Regions from separate parts of the Mus musculus genome. Here regions 1, 2, 3, 4, 6 and 7 are each linked to region 5. The links are chromatin contacts, called in public Hi-C, HiChIP or PLAC-seq and promoter capture Hi-C maps. All regions are on one chromosome and are shown on one strand. Each heading gives the region's core, a stretch centred on a gene start, on an enhancer-like site or on the middle of the called end of the contact. The rest is flanking DNA. Distances are from core to core; before and after follow the strand shown. Region 1 has its middle 66 kb from the start of Gm40242. Region 2 has its middle 27 kb from the start of Gm40242. Region 3 has its middle 94 kb from the start of Gm40242. Region 4 overlaps 1700021L23Rik (RIKEN cDNA 1700021L23 gene). Region 5 holds the start of Pou3f1 (POU domain, class 3, transcription factor 1). Region 6 has its middle 7.6 kb from the start of Gm52719. Region 7 has its middle 4.6 kb from the start of Gm40242.

Region 1 (2,700 bases), core at 71-2,570, 450 kb before region 5:
GCAGCTGTCAAACTAGTGCTAAATCCTAAGGACAAGAGCCCGTGGGCTGCATTTCAGATTAAAAGCCTAACAGGTCATAACGGGATTTTGATTTCATAGAACTGACATCCTATAAGAAAGAGACTCCAATGTATGTGTTTTCTCCCCTACTCTCTCTCTCTCTCTCTCTCTCTCTCTCTCTCTCTCTCTCTCTCTCTCTCTCTCTGTGTGTGTGTGTGTGTATGTGTGTGTGTGTGTGTGTGTGTGTGTGCGCGCGTGAGATATAGTGAGAAGGTAGTCGTTTGCTTGCCAGAAAAGGGCCCAAAGGCCAGTATCCTTAGCACCTTCAGTAGCGTTGGCCCCTACCTAGTATGTGTCCAGAGCAGTGGAGAAAACTGAGCAGTTACTCCCAACATGGCTGGAAAGCTGACTGGTTAGCAGAAATGGTAATGTTCTCTTTCCTCTCAGCTCTGTCTTCAGTGACACCATGCTGGTACTGTGACCCACCATAGCAGTAGCATTTACACTGCAGGAATTGGTAGACACTACAAACTAGAGCTTTTACATGGAGGAGCCAGTTATTAAACCTTCAGCACACGCTATTATAGACTACATCAAACATATAGAAGAAGTATGTAGGGGCCAGGATCTTAGACAGCAAGGGTCTTGGTCCTTCAGGACATTGCCTGGTGACATGCTCTGGGTTTCATCGGCTAGAACACATGTTAAAGCCCTTGAAGACAATCAGGTCCACGCTTCATTTCACAGATGGAAAGCCGGGGTCCAGAGAGAGGAAATGACTTGCCTAGGGTCTCTCGGCACACGTGGCAGCAGTTCAAGGTCATCTCTATCTAATCCGCTCAAACTTATAAATCGTGTAGGTAGCGGGTAGTGGTGGGGGTGATATGCCAGAGGTTTTCTGGCCTAGATCAAGCATCCACGCTGCTATTTGGGGGAAGATTTCGTGAGGATGGGGTTGTGTTTTCCTGGTTTCCTGGCTGTTCCTTCCTCTTGTGTTTGCACACCCCACAGGGTGTAGTAGAGAGATAAGCGAGATGCACACTCTATAATCAATAATGCAGCTTCTTCTGTCTCTGAGTGGAGTCTGTGGAAGTCGATGAGAATAGCACAGCTTGTAAATGTGCAGATTGGACCGGAGCCCTAAAGTGCACCCTAGAAAACACGGCTGCGTGTTCTTCATCTACAGCTAATTATAACTTTATTCATTACAGTCTGGCTCATAAGATTATAGACCTAAATCAGGAATAGAATATGTGTTACATATATATTTTTATAATACTTTTCCTCCGTCAGAAGTGAGTCTCTGCCTCGATCGGAGGCGTGAAGTCAGAGTCCCGTCCCTGAGTCAGGCATCTGCAATGTGGCATTTTCTGTCGCCGCCCCACACTTTGCTTAAAGCAACGTGAAGGTGTTAAACAACTCAGAACGAACCCGCCCCGCCCGCCCCACCCGGCAAATCACAGCGCCTGTCAAAGGAAGATGTAGAAGGAGTTATTAATCTTTGGGGCCAACTGTTTTTAATTATGTACATACAGTATTCAAATTAGTTTCAAAATGGTCTTGGAGGTTCAGTTCTTCCCCGCAGTTTATCCTGCCGGGCGTGCGGCCTGTAAGGGCCAAGGCCGAAGTCAAGACTGAAGACTGCCCTTGATCTATAGGGCTGTGGATCCTTGATCCACAGAACCCCTTGAGGATCAGTGTTTGGACTTCTTCCACTGTGGCTCTTTCCTTAGGTAACCTCAGTGCAGGCCTTGCTCTGGAATAGCATCTATATGCTAATGATGTCAAAACATGCTCTCTAGCCCTATTCTGTGCTCTTACCGGCACACGTACCTGCTCCACTTCAGTTTCTTCTTGAGGGCTTTGTAGACATCTGAAGGCTTCGATGCTCAAAGCAAAACTTGATCTCTAGCAAAGCATACCCTGCCCTGTGCTGCCCCGAGTATTCACATATACACGGTCACTATTTCTCAGTCAGTAACCACATCGGTGTGCTCACCCTGCAAAGCCATGGGATAGTCTGGATTCTTCTTTGCTTTCCATTCCCACACCAATGAGCGTATTTAATGGCCGACACACATTATACCCAGACGTATTCTCCTCCTCAACTGTGTCGTAGGTGCTCCCCGGTTGTCACCGTCTTGTCCTAGGCCACAGTAGCAGCTCCTTAGATCATATCACTGCTTCCTGCCTTGTATTTCCAAGGCCTATTCTCTACCCAGTAGCTGGAGGAAGTCTTTACACAGTTGTGTCCACTTCTCGGCTCACAGCCCTCCCATGGCACAAGCACAAACTCCAGATGCTCTGCAAGAACCTCGAGGGACTCTTCCTGAATCCAGTCCCAGCCTGTCCCCCGGCTCTCATCATCATGCTTCATGCTGTATGACAAGTCACTGGAACTCTTGAAACTCGTTAAGCCTCAGATACAGGACACACTCATTCTTCACCACTAAGATTCATCTTGTCATTAACCAGGTTGGAATCCGTCAACTGTTAGTTCTTCATGAGTTCTTCCCAGAGGCAGAGTCTGGACAGGGAGAGGGATGACCAACCCTTTCCACACCATCTCAGAGTACTGTCCTTATGGCTAACTCTTCTTGATGATATAACAGAATCCTTGACCAACATTGGGTATCTTTTGTTTCTTCCTTCCTTTCTCCCTCCTTCCCTTCTTCCTTCCTTCCTTTGTATGTATGTATG
Region 2 (2,700 bases), core at 124-2,623, 410 kb before region 5:
CTTCACATAGACTGTGCACACTTCTAGCACAGGGCATGAGAACTATGGGAGTGAGGCAGTAGGGAGGATTCCTGACCCAGAGTGACAGGAGTTTCCAGAGAATGCATTCTGTACCTTTCATGCGTTTGCAGAGTGGGGTGATTCCTCCTGTGTGCGTGCGTGCGGCCCCAGGAGCCTCTGCGTGCCGCCCCAGGAGCCCCTGCGTGCGGCCCCAGGAGCCCCTGCGGGAAGCCAAGTGAGCTAGAGCAGCCACAAGGACAAGTTGGTGGCAGAGCATGGAGGGCTTCTGACTGGTGAGAAGTAGGAGGGACGGGAAGTGTGTGTGCAGTGCAAAGTGTGTGCTAATCACACGTCTGTGGGATCCAAGGACAGCAAAGCACGGATCGATGGCAGGAGTGACTGGTGGAGATGACACCCAGAAATGGGGGGAGGGTACAGCCCAGCGGGAAGCCCCTGCTTTGCTTCTCTGGGTAGGGGGAGGTGCTGTTATTAATGATGGGATGGATTAGAACAGATGGGTACTTTTGACACATTTTCCCATGTTGTTATTTTCCGATTTCCCATCTTCCCACCACCTAGTCATGTGCCTTTCTCTTGGTTAGGAGCGAAAGCACGTGACTTTGAAGAGAAGCCTCTGGAAAGAGAGTGGAAGTTGATGACACTGCCATTGAACTCAGAGACACACGCTCAACTGGTCCTGAGAGACCTCCGAAAGCCTCGCTGGATGTTGTGGATAAGCCACGGAGATTCCTGGGCTTTCTGGGAAGGGTTCAAGCTCACGCCTGAGGACCGGTTCACACTGGTTCTGTCACAGCCTCCTCCATCCTGGCAGCCATCACACTCGCCCTGATTACAGTACCTTCCTGGAGCCCTGAGGAGATTTGCATTGTAAATGGTGTTTGTTAGGGCCCAGAAATAATATTAATCATTGTAAAACAATTATGTTGCATAATTTGTACATAAAAAAGAAAAGCATGAAGCTTTGGCTTGAATTAATATTTCTAGAATTATGTATCTTTCTCATCCATACAAATAATGAGACCCTCATCTGCCCTTCTGGGTGAGACAGGCTCTGGAAGAAATAAAGATACTTACCTCCTTGTGGTTTCTGGAAACGTTTGGAATGTGTACAGAGCCATGTGGCTTGTATAGTTTGGTGTGGAAACAGCCAGGGATCTTGTGGCTGCAAGGGAAAACTTAGCTTTCTATAATTAAATCCTTATTGTAAAAGGTTGGACACAGATGGACAAAGGGAAGCTCCCAGAATGCAGAGCAGTAAAGCGGAGTGGCTTTGCCTGTGCCTCTGTTGCTCTCAGTCCAGGTGTAGCATTGGAGTAGGCAGGCATCCGTGAACAGAACTCTCAGACAGTGGGGACTTGCCGGCCAAACTTCTGGAATGGTAAATGGCACTTTTCCTCCACATATATCAACATCCGATATCTGAATGTGACCTTAATGGAAAGGGGTGGGGGGGAACAGGATGGACTCTGAAGTTGTAATTAAGGATCTTGACATGAAATCATCTTGGTTTTTTTCTTGGTATACCCTAAGCCAATGACAAGAATACAAGGAGGATGCCAGCTAGTGTTTATAATGCTGGAAGATGCTATGTGGTCTGTTGGGGGAGAAAGTCCACCAGTGATCTTATCCATCTGCAGACCCTATGTACTGCAATACTGACCTGCCAAGCAAGTTATACCCACGTGTGCAATAGTGGCTGACTGTTGGAGGTGCAGGTGGGGTAACCAACCACTTTCTGATTTGATTATAGGCCTGCCTGTTCCACAGACAGGAACACGTGCCTAGGGTAGAGTGTAGGCTCTGTCAATGGCTACTCTGCCTGACCTCTCACGTGGCTGGTGACTCTTCCTCTGAAGCATGGTGAATCTTTTCTCCTGCTCTGCTAGCCTGCCTGCGGGGAAACTGGAAGTCCTGCCTCTTTTGCCAAGCCATTAGCTGCTAGCATCTTTATTGATTGTTCAAGAGCCAATTGGTGAACAGGACCTTCAGCGTACATTCCCAATCAGAACATCGGAACCACTCCCTACAGCCTAGTACTGTAAACCTGGTCAGGAGGCTATGGCTGGGGAGGTCACAGACCTGAAAGAGTAACTACTATTGATGTTTTTCTAAATAGATGTGTAGTCAAACTGGCTTCCAAATATTTGTGTCCATACCCACAGATTAGCACTGTGTCCAATATTGCTCATAGAAACTTCTTTTTGCAGCAAGTGACACACACACACACACACACACACACACACACAAATGACCAAAATGCTAAGACGACATGACTGTTGAGTTCTTAGCCCTAAACAAGATATTTATGCCACCTCCAGGGAGCATAGTGGAAGAGGGGCAGAAAGAACCAGAGGATGGAGTGCTATGAAATGCTCTGTTGTGAATATGATATTCCCATTGCACTCATGAACACACACAGCAACTGAGCGTTAGCACTAGAGCAGAAGAGAAAAGAGACATAGACGTTGGAGAGGGACCAGTATGAAAGAAGAGGATCAGGAGTGGAAGAGCATGGAAGAGCAATGGGGCAGGGGAACTGTGGTCACAAGACATTACATACATACCTGTATAAAACTGTCAAGAATAAAAAACCGAAAGAGCACAGGAAGGAGACACACACAGGAAGAGAAGCAGAGGCCACAGGAGAAGAAGGTGAGGAGCTGAGTACCACAACCTCAA
Region 3 (2,700 bases), core at 22-2,521, 480 kb before region 5:
GTATATATCATCACACCCAGTTTATACTGAGATTGGTGAATGAACTTAAGGTTTCCTGTATGCTAAGCAAGCACTCTCCAACTGAGCTACATCTCCAGCCCCAGTACAGCTATTTCTGTAAGGTTTATTTTACTTTCATTTGTGTTGGGTGGGGCGGGGATGGTAGTGGTATATACAGGTGTCCTCAGAGGCCAGAAGAGGGCATTGGTTCCACAGGGAATGGAGTTCCAGGCAGTTATGAGTCATGAGACCTGGGTGTTGGGAACTAACCCCTGTTTCCTGCAAGAGCATCGAGCCCACTCTTGGTAAATATCAATCAAATAAATTCACCAAGGCTGATATCGGGCCAGGCTCCTCATGCACGCTTTCTAACCAAATCTTTACAATAACCCTGTGAGGTTGATTGATAGGCCCGCGACCATAGGCTGAATCCATTTCTCAACATCTTAGTGGTGAACACGACATTGAACTGGAGTCCCGCGAATCCACCCACACTCGTGTTTTCTGAGCCGACCCCTTAGTGTCTTGAGGCTTCACTACCTGGCTCACAGTTCCAGAGTTTTGAGCCTCCTTTCCCTCCCAAGAAAAATGAATGCATCCATAAAACAGATCCCTGTCAGGGGCTCGAGAGTAAATTCTGAGGCCAGATTGAGACTGTTCACCAGCGAGCTACTGTCTGTGCAACCCTGAATGGGTGACTGGCTCTCTCTGTGCTTTAACCGTTTCATCTGTAAGGTGGGCTTTTGTTAAAAGCATTATTGCATTTACACATCAGACACTTATACAGTGGTAAATGGTTAACTGCCCTTGAGCATTTAGGAACCTCGTTCCTCTCCAGCATCCCTTTCCATCTCATCCTTTTCTCTCAGAGGCTCAGGAGGTCTTGCTGAGAGAGTTTGACCACCTACAGGTGGGAGCCCCCAAATTCAAGGACAGGACCCCCGACACAGTCAGTCCTCCCTGCAGCTCTGGCTCTGACTTTACCGCTGGCGATGCTCGCCCTCCCGCTGCACCTGCCCGGCTTCTGCTGATCTGTCTTTTGCTCCATTAGGCAGGGCCGCGGCCCCAGAGCCCCGCGAGCTGCCCCGCGCCCTTAGAACGCTTCGTCTGCCCGCGCCCCGCCGCCCCCCGCCCGGGGAGGTGACGGCAAAGTGAATTAGCGCGCAGCCGAGGGCGCGGGGGCGCCGAGGTGCCCGGCAGCTCCGCGGGCGCAGCACTTCCCGGCCTGATATTTGCACAAAGTGCTCTCAGGGCTCTTTACATTTGCTCTTGCCCGCGGAGTTAGCGTTTCCGCTGAGCGCCGACTTCTCCAAAGGGCGCCCGCGCCTGTGTTTGAGTAGCAGCGGCCCAGACTCGCCAGGCGCCCGGGTCCCCGCGCCCCCTCCATCTTACTCACCCAGCTAGATTCTTTGCATCAGCGCTTTCCATACATTTTTCCCATACACCACTCTGGGCCCGTCAGGTCTTGCCAGTTTCTGTCTATTTTCAGGTCTCTCTTCCGTCTTTGCAACACCCCTCCCTGTCCTGTCCATTCCTAGCTGCCTCCATTTTTTCCCCTGCTAATCTCCCCACACCCTCTGTTACCAGTCCCAGCTGCCCCTCACATCCCTGCGTTTTCTGTCTCCTTGGTAGCTAGGCCTGGTCCTTCAAGTCACTTCAAGGGTTCTTGAGGACCTAGGAGGATTGAGAAGTGTCCTCAGCTCTTATCTAGCCCCAGTCACTATTATGCTCTGGGATTTGGGATAACCAAAGCAACATCCACTAAGGCTTCCTACTCCCAGTCAGTGGGCTGCACCTCTATGCCAAAGCTGACTGTGAGCCTCCTTCTCGATCCTCTGAGCCAAAGTGTACCCCAGGGGCCAAAAATGCTAAGGTCTCCTTCTCCATTCACTGTCCCAGCAGTCTGACCGCCCCTGGGATTTCTGGGACTCTTGGACTGGAGATCAGTGGAAAGGCACCAGGAAACACAGGTGCCTGAGATGCCCTGTACCAGGTGACATGTGGCCGAGTCCATCATGAAGATGAGGTCCCATGAGAGGCTGGAGTTTGTGTTAGCAGACAAGGCACGGCAACACTCTGGCAGGCTCACCATGCCAATCCCCCTCTGCAATGTCCCCGTGGAGACACCGGGACATATGCATGTGCATGCACACACACGTATGTGGGTGTAAATGTGTGCATGTGGAGGCCAGTGGACAGCCTCAGGAGCCATCGTCAGGAATGGTGTTCACCTCCTTTGAGATAGGGTTTCCCACTGACCTGGAACCCACCATTTAGGTTAGATCGGCTCTCCAGAGGACCTTAACTGCCCTCAGTGCTGGTGTTACAAGCCTCAACACCAGGCTTGGCAGGGTTCTGGTGAGCCTCAAACTCTGGGGAGCCTTGTGGTTTCAAGACTAGTGCCTTACCAACTTCACCATCACCCCAGACCTGCAGAGTGTTTCTGCTCTGCAGACTAGAACTCTAGCAGGGTTCTGAAATACTTCGTGCATGTGTTTGCTTTAGCACAATACATTCTAATGTTACTTTTATCACTAAGAAAAGGCCTCCTTTATTCTGTAAGCATAATTTCAATCATGGGTTAAATATTTGTCTTAAATGACTGTAAGTACTCTATGACTCCTAGAACAGACTCCCTCAAGGAGAATGGCTATCAAGGATTTGAAAAGATCCTCCCTAATGTTTTGATTGTTTCTGTGG
Region 4 (2,700 bases), core at 135-2,634, 350 kb before region 5:
GAGATAGTTCAATTGGTAAAGTATCTGATAAACAACCAGGAGGACCTGAATTCAATTCTTAGAACCCATGGGGTGGGGGGAATCAGGCATGGGAGCACATGTTTGTAATCCCAGTGCAGCACAGGCAGAGGCAGACAGATACCTGGAAGATTACAGGCCAAACACGATAGCCAAATCAATGAGTCCCAGGTTCAATGAAAGTTTTGACTCAGAAAGAAAGAAAGAAAGAAAGAAAGAAAGAAAGAAAGAAAGAAAGAAAGAAAGAAAGAAAGAAAGAAAGAAAGAAAGAAAGAAAGGAAAGAGAGAGAGAAAGGAAGGAAGGAAGGAAGGAAGGAAGGAAGGAAGGAAGGAAGGAGAGAGAGAAAAGAAGGAAGGAAGGAAGAAAGAAAGAAAGAAAGAAAGAAAGAAAGAAAGAAAGAAAGAAAGAAAGAAAGAAAGGAGGGAAGAAAGAAGGAAAGAAAGAAAGAGAGAGAGAAGAGAAGAGAAGAGAAGAGAAGAGAAGAGAAGAGAAGGAAAGAAAGGAGGAAAGAAAGAAAAGGCGGAAGGAAGGAAGGAAGGAAGGAAGGAAGGAAGGAAGGAAGGAAGGAAGAAAGGAAGGAAGGAAGGAAGGAAAAAGGAAGAAAGAGGATAATATCCTGAGAATCAAGGTCAAAGTCTGGCTAACAGGAAGGTGTTGGTGCTAAGTTCTAAGCATTGATCTACTACCTGAGCTCAGGATCAGACCTTTTAGGGAGGTGCAGATGCAGGGAGCACAAGCAGGGGCTAGCAGACCTAAAGGTACACGGGTGGCATGAAAGGATGCCAGCTCCCCCCACCCCAACCGCCACCACCTGCCTCTAAGTCTCCCAGTTGTCTGTTGTGGGTCTCCCTTCTGAAGGAGTAAAGGCTGGGTGATATTCGTGCCTGTCCACATGTGCACCAAAGCCTGGGGCGCATAATGTTGGGGGTACTTTGGGGGTTTCCATTTAGGCTGCAAAGGCCTCCTGAGATCTGGGAGGGGCCAGAGAGAGAGAGATTGAAGGAATCTTTAAGCTGGGGAAATCCACCCACCACACGCTAATCCTAATAGACACACATTGAATATACACAGTAATAGGTGGAATTTTTTTTTTAATAGAATGAATAGAATTGCAGTTCTGGGAGGCGATCGTGTCAGAACATAGACTCTTCTTGCACACAGTCAGAATGCAATGTGCCTTCCCTCAGGGCCTCGGCCCCTGTGAAGCCTGGGAAGCGGAGGACAGAGGAGGACAGCTGGGGAGAGGGAAGTCTATTGAGTGGCGCTGTGACTCTGACCCCAGCTAACAACTCAGGACTGTTTCACTTGCTTGAAGTGTGACTTTGGCAGAGAAATACAAACCCCGCCAGCCTGAAGAGACAGCTGGCTCCGGTCCTTCCCACTCAGAGATGACTCAGGTGGGGCCAGCCTCACTGCAGGCAGCCTTTGCAAGGCTGGCTCAAAGAATGCTGTGTTCCTAGTCAGATTTCTTTGTGGCCTCACTTAAGGCCTCTTCAGCATGCACCAACAACTCTACTTCAGGCTTCTCCGGGATGCCTTGGGAACAGTCGACTTATCCTTGTGACAGGAAGTGACTGTTTCAGAAAAAAATCATAATACCGGGCCAGCACAGGAGAGAAATGTTCAGCTTTCCACAAAAGGAACTTTGGGGCATCTTGGAGTCTTGATGCTAAAACGAGGCAAATGTATGGGAGAAAAATAAAGAAATTCAGTTTTATTTTTATTTTTTCTTTTTCGAGACAGGGTTTCTCTGTGTAGCCCTGGCTGTCCTGGAACTCACTTTGTAGACCTCGAACTCAGAAATCCACCTGCCTCTGCCTCCCAAGTGCTGAGATAAAAGGCGTGTGCCACCACGGCCCAGCTAAAACTCAGTTTTATTAATGGCTCATCTTGGTTACAAGGAATAACACCATCACACCATCTGAGACAATGGCAGATGGTGGGGATGTTGGGAGATGTGAGTGGAACCTATGGGTGCGAAAGTGAGGTTTACCCAGGACTCCCTCTTGAGTGCTTAGCATCCCAGTGGCTGTAGCTAGATGGACTTTTAAGGCAGTTGCTCATAGCGCTCTACTACACTGTTAATGGCCAGAGGAGATGGACTGATTGTCCCCACAAAAAGATGTCTTGGACTTATGTGACTTATGTGGAACTAGGGGGCTTTGCTTTTACATTTGGGATTTGGTTTTATTATGTGTATCTGTGGGTTTGCGTGCCTACAGGTGGCTGCAGAATCAAGAAGAGGATGCTGGAGTTACAGATGGTTGTAAGGCACCCGATGGACAGACTAATGAAATCAAACTCAGCTTCTCTGCAAGAGCAATGCTCTTGCCTGCTAAGCCAACCCTCCAGCCCCTGAGTGGGGTCTCTGGGGATGTGATCTCTTTAAAATGATCTGAGTGAGTACCAAACTCAATACAAGAAAAGACACAACAATACTCAGAGCTCACAAAGATGGAAGAGGGTCGTGTGAAGATAGAGACGGAATATAGAGGAATACGGTTATAGTCAGAGATCCAGGGACAGCAGCAGCCAACATGAGCTAGGAGGCAACGGAAGTGTCTCCTCCCAGACCTTCTGATGAAGCGCAGCCCTGCTGGCCTCTTGATTTTGGACTTACAACCTCTGGCTTGGTAAGTCCACATTGCTTTAAAGAGCCAGTGTACAGCTGTTCGTCACGG
Region 5 (2,700 bases), core at 131-2,630:
ATAGGCAGAAGTACGGAGGCATGCAGACTGAGGAAGCACACACCAGCTCCAACTGAGGCCCCCTCCACTCAGGATCCTTAGGAGAGACACAAAACAAGGACAGGGATGAAGAAGTTGGCCGCATCCCACTGTCCACTTCTCCAACAAGGACACCTCGAACTCAATTCCCTATCAGACAAGTCCGAGTTGACTCCACGGGAGGCTAGACAGCTGCCAGCTGCCAGCTGCCAGCCTGCACATTGGATTTCCGAGGTGCCCAACTGTCCTTCCCTAAGTCAGTCCACAAATCCTATTCTGCAAGTTTCCGGGCGGCATAACCCCAGCACAACCAGCGCTGCCGACAGACCACCGGTTCCAGCTGGGAGGAAAACAACACGAAAAGGCTACAGCAGCGCAGGACAGGGCCCAGTGTCCATTCCCCACCCACTGGTGGCGCTTTCTCTGGAACCAGTCTCCACCCCGAGGTTCTCTCATTCCAGAACCCTGGAGCCCAACTGGTTCCTGGAGCTTGCATCTCCGCGTACAGGCTCAGCGGCTCACTGTCCTGGCTCAGCACTGCCCACGCGGTACTCACCTGGCCTCGGTGCCCAGGGAAAGGAAGGCGAGCCGGCGAGAGGCGTGAAGCCCAAGCCGATCCGAATCTGTCCGTGCCTGCTGCACTTTCAGGACTGCAGAGGTCCAGCTAGTTGTGGCGCTGAGTCTAGAGGGAGTAGAGGGAAAACCAAGACCTTGGGAGAACGCGATGCGACCTGGCAGCCGCAGGAGGCGAGGCCCCGGAGGTTAGCAGCCGCGCGGTACCGAGCCGGGAAGCCACGCAGCTTCGCTCTCGCTGCAGCCCAGACTCGCGGGATCCTGGCCCGCAGGCAGAGGCGCAGCGCAGGGAAGAGTGCGGGGCTGAGTCTCTGCTCGGAACCCGAGCGCCTCCCGGAGCCCGCAATCCCCCGCCCGCCCCAGTGGGATGCAGGCGGAAATTGAGCTTGTGTGGAACGTGGGGACCGACCGGGCTCCGAGTCTCCCGCGCTGCGGTGAGAGCGGGGCCCACGCAGCCGGGACCGGAGGGGGTGCGGTCCCAGTGCCACCCCCGCGCCACTCCCCACGTGGCGGCCGCGCCCCCGGGGCGTGAATGTGTACGCGGGCGGTGGTGGTGGGGGTCATGAATGAAGCCCCAGCGGCCAATCAGCACTGCCGGCGCGCGGGACCCCGGGAGCGAGACCCAATAGCGAGCTCCGGGTTGCAGGCCCCGGCGGCGGGCGGGCACGGGGGGAGGAGGCCGGGGCCGGGAGGCGGGAGGCGGCTCCGCGGGCAGCCAATGGGCGGCGGGCGGGGTGGGGCTCCGGAGCGCCCAGCGGGTCCGGGCTTTAAGCCGGCGGAGCGCGGCGGCGGGGCCCGCAGACGGAGCGAGGCGGCGGCGGCGGCGGGGCGGCGCAGGGCGCGGGGCGGCATGGCCACCACCGCGCAGTATCTGCCGCGGGGCCCCGGCGGCGGAGCTGGGGGCACAGGGCCGCTCATGCATCCCGATGCCGCCGCGGCGGCGGCAGCGGCGGCCGAGCGGCTGCACGCGGGGGCCGCGTACCGCGAAGTGCAGAAGCTGATGCACCACGAGTGGCTGGGCGCGGGCGCGGGCCACCCCGTGGGCCTAGCGCACCCTCAATGGCTACCCACGGGAGGAGGCGGCGGCGGCGACTGGGCGGGCGGCCCGCACCTGGAACACGGCAAGGCAGGCGGTGGCGGTACCGGCCGAGCTGACGACGGCGGCGGTGGCGGCGGTTTCCACGCCCGCCTGGTGCACCAAGGGGCGGCCCACGCGGGCGCGGCATGGGCACAAGGCGGCACAGCGCACCACTTGGGCCCCGCCATGTCGCCGTCGCCCGGGGCCGGCGGGGGTCACCAGCCCCAGCCGCTCGGGCTGTACGCTCAGGCGGCCTACCCCGGTGGCGGCGGCGGCGGCCTGGCCGGGATGCTGGCGGCGGGAGGCGGCGGCGCGGGACCCGGCCTGCACCACGCACTGCACGAGGACGGCCACGAGGCACAGCTGGAGCCGTCGCCACCACCGCACCTGGGCGCACACGGACACGCACACGGACATGCACACGCGGGCGGCCTGCACGCGGCGGCGGCGCACCTGCACCCGGGCGCGGGCGGTGGTGGCTCGTCGGTGGGCGAGCACTCGGACGAGGATGCTCCCAGCTCCGACGACCTGGAGCAGTTCGCCAAGCAGTTCAAGCAACGACGCATCAAGCTGGGCTTCACCCAGGCCGACGTGGGACTGGCGCTGGGCACCCTCTACGGTAACGTGTTCTCGCAGACCACCATCTGCCGTTTCGAGGCCCTGCAGCTGAGCTTCAAGAACATGTGCAAGCTCAAGCCGCTGCTCAACAAGTGGCTGGAGGAGACCGACTCGTCCAGCGGCAGCCCCACCAACCTGGACAAGATCGCGGCGCAGGGCCGCAAGCGCAAGAAGCGCACGTCCATCGAGGTGGGTGTCAAAGGCGCGCTCGAGAGCCACTTTCTCAAGTGTCCCAAGCCGTCTGCGCACGAGATCACCGGCCTGGCCGACAGCCTGCAACTGGAGAAGGAGGTGGTGCGTGTCTGGTTCTGCAACCGGCGGCAGAAGGAGAAGCGCATGACCCCCGCGGCCGGCGCGGGCCACCCGCCCATGGACGACGTTTATGCGCCTGGGGAGCTGGGGCCTGGCGGGGG
Region 6 (2,700 bases), core at 152-2,651, 300 kb before region 5:
AGATTCTACCACACACATCCTAATCTTAACCCATCCAGATGTGCCCAGCAGCAGGAGTCACCGTGCTTTTGTCTGGGAGTGGGGAAGGCTCTTGTCTGTTCCTGACCCCAAATAATATAAGTTGGCTTCCAATTCAGAGGAAGTGGCCTAAAACTTGCTCAGCATTTAATAGAACTTGTACACCCAGACATGCAAGTAGACATAATCCACACCTTAAGTTTTGCACACACTCTCAGAAGAAAACCCCATAGCTACAGCATCTCTAGCTATTCAATCAAGTGTTCCTAGTTCAAGGGTGCCATTGGATCTTTTGTTTGTTTGTTTACTTACTTATTTATTTACTTTTATTATCTAATAAAATATACCATAATTATATAAAAAGAATTATTTAAATTTATTATTTGTGTATATTTATTTACTTACTTACTTATTTTGGTCTATGCAGATGGGGTCTTGGATAGCCCAGGCTGGACCAAACTCACTGTGAACAAACCTTAGGATGACCTTGAACTCCGACCCCTCCTACCTTCACCTCCTGAGCTCTGTGACCCTTGGCAGGGATCTCCAGGCCCTCTCCAGGCTCACTGTGACTTGAAGAGCCCTCCAGCAGCCTGAAATCTCACAGAAGCACTGTAAGTGTGCACCTGTCGAGCAGCAGCTGCACTGTGGCTGAGCCACAGTGAAAACTTTAAAAATCCATCCCGGGTGCTCCCCACCCCCCACCCCGAGGTGAAGGACTCTGCTTGACCCCAAACACCAAAAATCCTTAAAACTTCCTCTTCCTCCCCGCCACCGGAATCCTGTATCCACCCCTCTTCTTCCCAGGGGAAGCAGGAGATGTCCAGGCTTCTGCCTTCTCGGCACAGACAGCCCCTGTCACCAAAAGAACTAGACAATTCAGTCCCCACCATCACGGGCACCGTTTAGCCTTCAATTTTCCTGCCTACCTCGGGATTAACTCAGTCTGTGAGACTTCCCTGGGCCATTTAAGGGAGCACCACACTTCTTTCTATTCCCCAGAAATTGTAACCCGGACTTGGTTTTGTGATGCTAATTGCCTTATCTTCATAAATTCTACAGTCTTACATAATTTACCCGCATTGTAGCAGGATTTCCCAAGAATAAAAAAGCAGGTGCCGTCAATGGTAATTTGAATAAGAAAAGACATGTTAAGTGGGTCCTCTCTCACTAGTAATAGAAATTAATTAGCTTTGAGCAGCTTTGGAGGTTTTTGCTTTTTTTTTTTTTAAATGCTGTAACCTGTTATGTTTTCTAATTGTATGGAAAGAAGGTTTGATTTGATCACATTATTTGGTGACGGAGGGGTCTCTGTTTGGAGTCAAAGGTGCAGGAACAGTGGCAGTCAGAGGGTGGGAAGCCACCAGAGGCAGCGCCACGTTGAGAGTACAGGGCTTTGTAGTCAGATAAACTGAGTTCTGAGCTACTGTGAGTTGCTTGCTAGTTCTGTGACCCTGGACAAATCCCTTCTCCTCTTTAAACATCAGCTTTCTCACTGTATGACAGAGGCCTGAACCGGAGGAGCGAGCCTGGGGCTGAGCACAGGCTCTGGGGTTGAAGTTGGATGTAAGCTGCAGTCTGTCACTCCCGTTGCTTTGTGACCCTTTCCTAAAAAGATACCTTTAATTTTGAAAAATGTAGCATGTTCTTTAATGGAAGCAATGGGTTGTGGCGGCTCAGACCTGTAATACCTAGGGCACTAGCCTGAGAAAGCTGAGTGGGAAAACTGTGGTGAGTTAGAGGCCAGCCTGAGCTATCAAATAACCATTCCCCCCCCAAAAAATCTATACCCCACTTATAATCTGGCTTGAATTGGCTCATTTCACCCACACAAAAATAACTTGTCAGCAAGGACTGCAGCTTCCTGGAGCCTCATCACTGTCTTGCAGCAAAATTCTCCTCTTCAGCCTGGCTGAGCTGGTCATTTGTCTCTCCACTGGCACCTGAAGCTCACAGGAATTGGCGGACAGCCACTGTGCAGAGCTAGGATGGGGTCTGCTTCCCCCTGAGTCAGAACAAGCAAGATGGGCAGTGCCCGTATCTTGAACCTCAGGGGAGAAACAGAGAGAGCCAACTCAAAATGGACCAGTCATTAAGTTCTCAAAGCTCCCCTCCAGTGATGTATAGCCTTCAAGAAGGCAAGGCCTCCTCAGTCTCTGGAACAATGACACTAACCAGGGACCAAACATCTCTCGTTTAAATATCACACCCTCCTAACTACAGGTATATCTTTTAGCAGATCCTCAAGAAGTAGGGCATACATAGGGCATACATTGGTTCTGATAACGAGACTTCAACACAACCTTCTCATAAGTCAAGAGGGATGTAGAAAGTCTGAAATCTGAGCAACACTACCAGCCAGCTTTACCTAATTCATAGCTATGGGGCCTTATCTCAGACATCCACAGTATGCAACTCTTCTCCCAAAGAGATACATATCAGACCTTAACATAAACCCCAATAAGCTGCAAAGGACTGAGAGTTAACGAACTATGTCCTCTAACAATGGTACATGTAGACTCCTCAAAAGTAATAACTTGAAATATTCATTTAAAAAAATGTTCCACATAAGTCAAAATTGAAGATGGTGCTTCTACATATCCGACACAACCCAGCGATGCCCCCAAAGGAAAATGTAAAGTGGTCTGAGCAAATGATAATGAATGTGCAGTATATCAGTAT
Region 7 (2,700 bases), core at 184-2,683, 380 kb before region 5:
GGCTTTCTATGCCTATTTTACAGCACAGACCCCAACACAGAACCGGCGGACGGTGAGCATCCACTATAGTCAGATTAACAAGCCTAGGAGACAGCTATATTCTGAGACCCACGTATTCAGGGAGTCCTGTGAGAGGGAAAAAAAAAGAACTTTCCCTTCTGGCCCCTGCTCTTCAAATGACCCTATTGAGCATGGCTCTTTCTGTCGACCTCATTTCTGACTCATCTTGTAGTTGTGGTTCTGTGCTTGCCTCCTAGGGACTCCACACACAGATAAGCCTCGACTTCTCTTTACACTGGAGGAATTTGCTCGGAAGCTCTGGTCCCAATCCTGTGCATGGATAGTCGGTGCTGCGGGCCGGGGTGGATGACTCTCTGCAGGCTATTGGGGTGGCTTTTATATCTAACCACCTGTGCACAGAGGCGTTTTCCAGTATTTTTAAACCTTGCCTTGACAAGGCAATACATGGACATTAAAGACTCCCATTCTCCGGAAAAAGTGTTTTCATTTCTACTTGGTCCTTTTGGTCCTTTCTTCCTTCCTTTCTTCCTTCCTTCCTTCCTTCCTTCCTTCCTTCCTTCCTTCCTTCCTTCCTTTCTTTCTTTCTTTCTTTCTTTCTTTCTTTCTTTCTTTCTTTCTTTCTTTCTTTCTCTCTTTCTTTTTTTTCAAGACAGGGTTTCTCTGTGTAGCCCTGGCTGTCCTGGAACTCACTCTGTAGACCAGGCTGGCCTCGAACTCAGAAATCAGCCTGCCTCTGCCTCCCAAGTGCTAGGATTAAAGGCATATGCCACCACCCACGCCCGGCCCTACTTGGTCCTTTCCCATCCTTTGGCAAATTTGGGTGTTTCTTGGTCTGGCTGCTACAGTGAAGATAGAATTTTATGGCTTGATTTTTTTTTCTTTTTCTTTCTTCCTTTCCTTTTTTAAAAAACTTTATTGTTATAAACATCTTCTATGTCTCCATGATCCTCATATGTGTAATATGCCTTCTCGTTAAACATTTAGGACCCCCCCCCCCGCCACTCCCATCCCTTTACTCCCTAGCATTTAAGAACTAGACTTTAGGAAACAAAAACTGAACAAGCTGTGCCCCAGTCTCCAGATTGACAGTGCTCGCCCAGGCATTCCCTGCAAAGCTGGAGACACAGTAGCTGTGGGCTGGATGGATCCCAAACGCTGGGAGACTGGATATAAAATGATTAAAAAGTATGCATGAGAAGCCGCCGCAACCCTGGTGTCCCCAGAAAGTAAGAGATGAAGCAATATGCGTGTGGCACTTAAATTCTTCCAACTTCCAGCAACATAATCAGTTAACGAATCATGAGACTCCAAGCCACATGGAAACAAAGGCAGAAGAGAGAGCAAACTAGAGACAGAATAGGAGAGGCGGGAACGTTGAGCCAGGGGCGTTCCCATGGGGAGGGGAATCTTGCCAACAATGTTGCTTGGTATCTTTAATGCTTTGAAGAAAAGCCTGCTCTGCATAGAAGTTTTCACTGAGCATCTACAGGCAACTTGCGTCGAGAATTTCCAGCCCACCCCATGGGCAGAACACTGGACTAGATCCCGAAGAAACCCGGGCAGAAGAAAGAGGACGGGCCTCTGCTCCGAGGGCAGGCTTCTGTAAGGCCAGGGGAGCCGGAACACCCATGGCGGTCTCCTCGCAGGGTCTTGCAGACAGCTGGGGTAGCCAGCCAGCAAGCATTGTCCCCGCACAATTAAACAAGAATGCCCCACGTGACGGTTCCACTGTGAAAGTTTTCAAATAGTGTTTGGAATGTTTACATAATTGTTCAAAAGAGCCTTTTTCAATGTACCTGTTTACACTCTTCCCTTTGGAAATTCAGCAATCAGGCCATGGAGGACTCTCAGCCTCCACTTGCCGCCCTTGATTGCCGAGGAAGGAAAGAAAGGCCCGTCAGTGAATCGCTGGGAAAACATGCCCTAACAAACGCCCTGTAATGAGGGGCTCCGCTTTTGCAGGCGTAGCAGTGGCGGGGGGCGGGGGGAGGCAGGGGAGCCGGGGTGCAGAGCTGGGGGCCGCGAGCGCGCGGTGTAGCCCGTTTTTGTTGTGTGGCTCCCGGCTGGAGGGAGCGCCCCGACCCCGGTGCCTTTGTGTGCAAATTTCCCACCGGGGCCAAGCAACTTTCCACAATTTAATTAAGTGGCTTTAGAGTCCGGAGTTGGCCTAACAAGCTCCCGTTCATGAATGAAAGATTTGTCCCCCAGCAGCGGGGGCCCCCGGTGGAGACAAAGTGGGCAGCAGGGACCGCTGGCTCCGGCCGCCGGGAGCGAGCGGGTGGGGAAGCGGCTGCGGGGGGGCTGGCGGCGGTCCTTCTGGGACGCGTCTCACCTAGCTCGCGGCAAATATGCCATCCATATGCCCAGGATCACAACCGAATCAGCTCCATCAGGCCTGGCAAAGAGGCATTTAAATTGCTAATATTGTGCCGGGGAGCGTTGACAGCCTTGCCAAGGATCAGCTCTGTAGGATCCACAGAGACAAACCTGGGGTGGGGAGGGAGGACTCAGAAAGAGCCCAGCCGCAGTGAGAAATACGAAAACACAGGAGCCTACAGCCGTGGGGGATCCTTGGTAGCGAAATGTCAGGAGAAAGGGAGGAAGAGAGGAGCCCACCGTGGGGTCTTGGAACTGGTGGACCACTGGGACCCCTTTCTCATCCATTATTTCTGGTGCGTG

What was found. Promoter capture Hi-C pulls out the DNA fragments that hold promoters and counts their contacts. Hi-C and Micro-C count contacts between places; a contact is called where the count stands out from the background. HiChIP or PLAC-seq counts read pairs in DNA pulled down with a chosen protein or histone mark.
Region 1: a Hi-C map of cortical neurons shows a contact between it and region 5. The contact joins the enhancer-like site here to the promoter of Pou3f1 in region 5. A contact is called at or near these places in 8 of 39 promoter capture datasets (the 3T3-L1 cell line, HPC-7-derived erythroid cells, cranial neural crest and 4 more), 9 of 484 Hi-C or Micro-C datasets (cerebral cortex, cortical neurons, embryonic stem cells and 3 more), 19 of 115 datasets of contacts at active chromatin or transcription factors (bone marrow-derived macrophages, craniofacial prominence, embryonic basal ganglia and 10 more) and 2 of 9 other capture datasets (adipose tissue and pancreatic islet).
Region 2: a contact with region 5 is called in an H3K4me3 HiChIP or PLAC-seq map of neural tube, with 8 times the contacts expected there. The contact joins the enhancer-like site here to the promoter of Pou3f1 in region 5. A contact is called at or near these places in 15 of 39 promoter capture datasets (the 3T3-L1 cell line, the C10 cell line, cranial neural crest and 8 more), 12 of 484 Hi-C or Micro-C datasets (B cells, ECoMG myeloid progenitors, the G1E-ER4 cell line and 8 more), 19 of 115 datasets of contacts at active chromatin or transcription factors (bone marrow-derived macrophages, craniofacial prominence, embryonic basal ganglia and 12 more) and 4 of 9 other capture datasets (adipose tissue, embryonic stem cells, liver and 1 more).
Region 3: an H3K4me3 HiChIP or PLAC-seq map of forebrain shows a contact between it and region 5, with 9 times the contacts expected there. The contact joins the enhancer-like site here to the promoter of Pou3f1 in region 5. A contact is called at or near these places in 7 of 39 promoter capture datasets (the 3T3-L1 cell line, cranial neural crest, embryonic stem cells and 4 more), 14 of 115 datasets of contacts at active chromatin or transcription factors (craniofacial prominence, embryonic basal ganglia, embryonic forebrain and 8 more) and 2 of 9 other capture datasets (embryonic stem cells and liver).
Region 4: a promoter capture Hi-C map of hippocampal neurons shows a contact between it and region 5, with 5 times the contacts expected there. The contact joins the enhancer-like site here to the promoter of Pou3f1 in region 5. A contact is called at or near these places in 9 of 39 promoter capture datasets (the 3T3-L1 cell line, cranial neural crest, embryonic stem cells and 5 more), 6 of 484 Hi-C or Micro-C datasets (cerebral cortex, cortical neurons, nephron progenitors and 1 more), 12 of 115 datasets of contacts at active chromatin or transcription factors (bone marrow-derived macrophages, craniofacial prominence, embryonic basal ganglia and 7 more) and 1 of 9 other capture datasets (adipose tissue).
Region 6: a contact with region 5 is called in an H3K4me3 HiChIP or PLAC-seq map of embryonic basal ganglia, with 2.8 times the contacts expected there. The contact joins the enhancer-like site here to the promoter of Pou3f1 in region 5. A contact is called at or near these places in 7 of 39 promoter capture datasets (the 3T3-L1 cell line, cranial neural crest, embryonic stem cells and 3 more), 8 of 484 Hi-C or Micro-C datasets (embryonic cerebral cortex, embryonic stem cells, ganglionic eminence and 2 more) and 13 of 115 datasets of contacts at active chromatin or transcription factors (bone marrow-derived macrophages, embryonic basal ganglia, embryonic forebrain and 8 more).
Region 7: an H3K4me3 HiChIP or PLAC-seq map of embryonic forebrain shows a contact between it and region 5, with 10 times the contacts expected there. The contact joins the enhancer-like site here to the promoter of Pou3f1 in region 5. A contact is called at or near these places in 5 of 39 promoter capture datasets (cranial neural crest, embryonic stem cells, frontonasal cranial neural crest and 2 more), 7 of 484 Hi-C or Micro-C datasets (cerebellum, embryonic stem cells and nephron progenitors), 19 of 115 datasets of contacts at active chromatin or transcription factors (astrocytes, bone marrow-derived macrophages, craniofacial prominence and 10 more) and 3 of 9 other capture datasets (embryonic stem cells, liver and pancreatic islet).

Annotation. Positions count from the first base shown.
Region 1 is chr4:124,205,436-124,208,135 of GRCm38.p6, forward strand. No RefSeq gene overlaps it. Among named protein-coding and RNA genes, the nearest start is that of Gm40242, 66 kb to the right of the region's middle. Within about 2 kb of position 1,321, at least 4 of the 459 cell types and tissues checked have an H3K27ac peak or open chromatin away from gene starts, as enhancers often do. A contact at or near this core is called in cortical neurons, where this site is marked.
Region 2 is chr4:124,243,883-124,246,582 of GRCm38.p6, forward strand. No RefSeq gene overlaps it. Among named protein-coding and RNA genes, the nearest start is that of Gm40242, 27 kb to the right of the region's middle. Within about 2 kb of position 1,374, at least 2 of the 459 cell types and tissues checked have an H3K27ac peak or open chromatin away from gene starts, as enhancers often do.
Region 3 is chr4:124,177,545-124,180,244 of GRCm38.p6, forward strand. No RefSeq gene overlaps it. Among named protein-coding and RNA genes, the nearest start is that of Gm40242, 94 kb to the right of the region's middle. Within about 2 kb of position 1,272, at least 19 of the 459 cell types and tissues checked have an H3K27ac peak or open chromatin away from gene starts, as enhancers often do. A contact at or near this core is called in craniofacial prominence and forebrain, where this site is marked.
Region 4 is chr4:124,301,742-124,304,441 of GRCm38.p6, forward strand. 1700021L23Rik (RIKEN cDNA 1700021L23 gene) reads right to left here. Exons shown (of 5, transcript NR_166446.1): 5 at 1,094-1,688. Among named protein-coding and RNA genes, the nearest start is that of Gm12916, 3.2 kb to the left of the region's middle. Within about 2 kb of position 1,385, at least 9 of the 459 cell types and tissues checked have an H3K27ac peak or open chromatin away from gene starts, as enhancers often do. A contact at or near this core is called in hippocampal neurons, where this site is marked.
Region 5 is chr4:124,656,266-124,658,965 of GRCm38.p6, forward strand. It overlaps Pou3f1 (POU domain, class 3, transcription factor 1), which reads left to right and starts at 1,381. Exons shown (of 1, transcript NM_011141.2): 1 at 1,381-2,700. The coding sequence starts at 1,442. It overlaps Gm2164 (predicted gene 2164), which reads right to left and starts at 1,222. Exons shown (of 11, transcript NR_168006.1): 1 at 575-1,222.
Region 6 is chr4:124,359,295-124,361,994 of GRCm38.p6, forward strand. No RefSeq gene overlaps it. Among named protein-coding and RNA genes, the nearest start is that of Gm52719, 7.6 kb to the left of the region's middle. Within about 2 kb of position 1,402, at least 8 of the 459 cell types and tissues checked have an H3K27ac peak or open chromatin away from gene starts, as enhancers often do. A contact at or near this core is called in embryonic basal ganglia, where this site is marked.
Region 7 is chr4:124,275,633-124,278,332 of GRCm38.p6, forward strand. No RefSeq gene overlaps it. Among named protein-coding and RNA genes, the nearest start is that of Gm40242, 4.6 kb to the left of the region's middle. Within about 2 kb of position 1,434, at least 51 of the 459 cell types and tissues checked have an H3K27ac peak or open chromatin away from gene starts, as enhancers often do. A contact at or near this core is called in astrocytes, cerebellum, embryonic forebrain and 4 more, where this site is marked.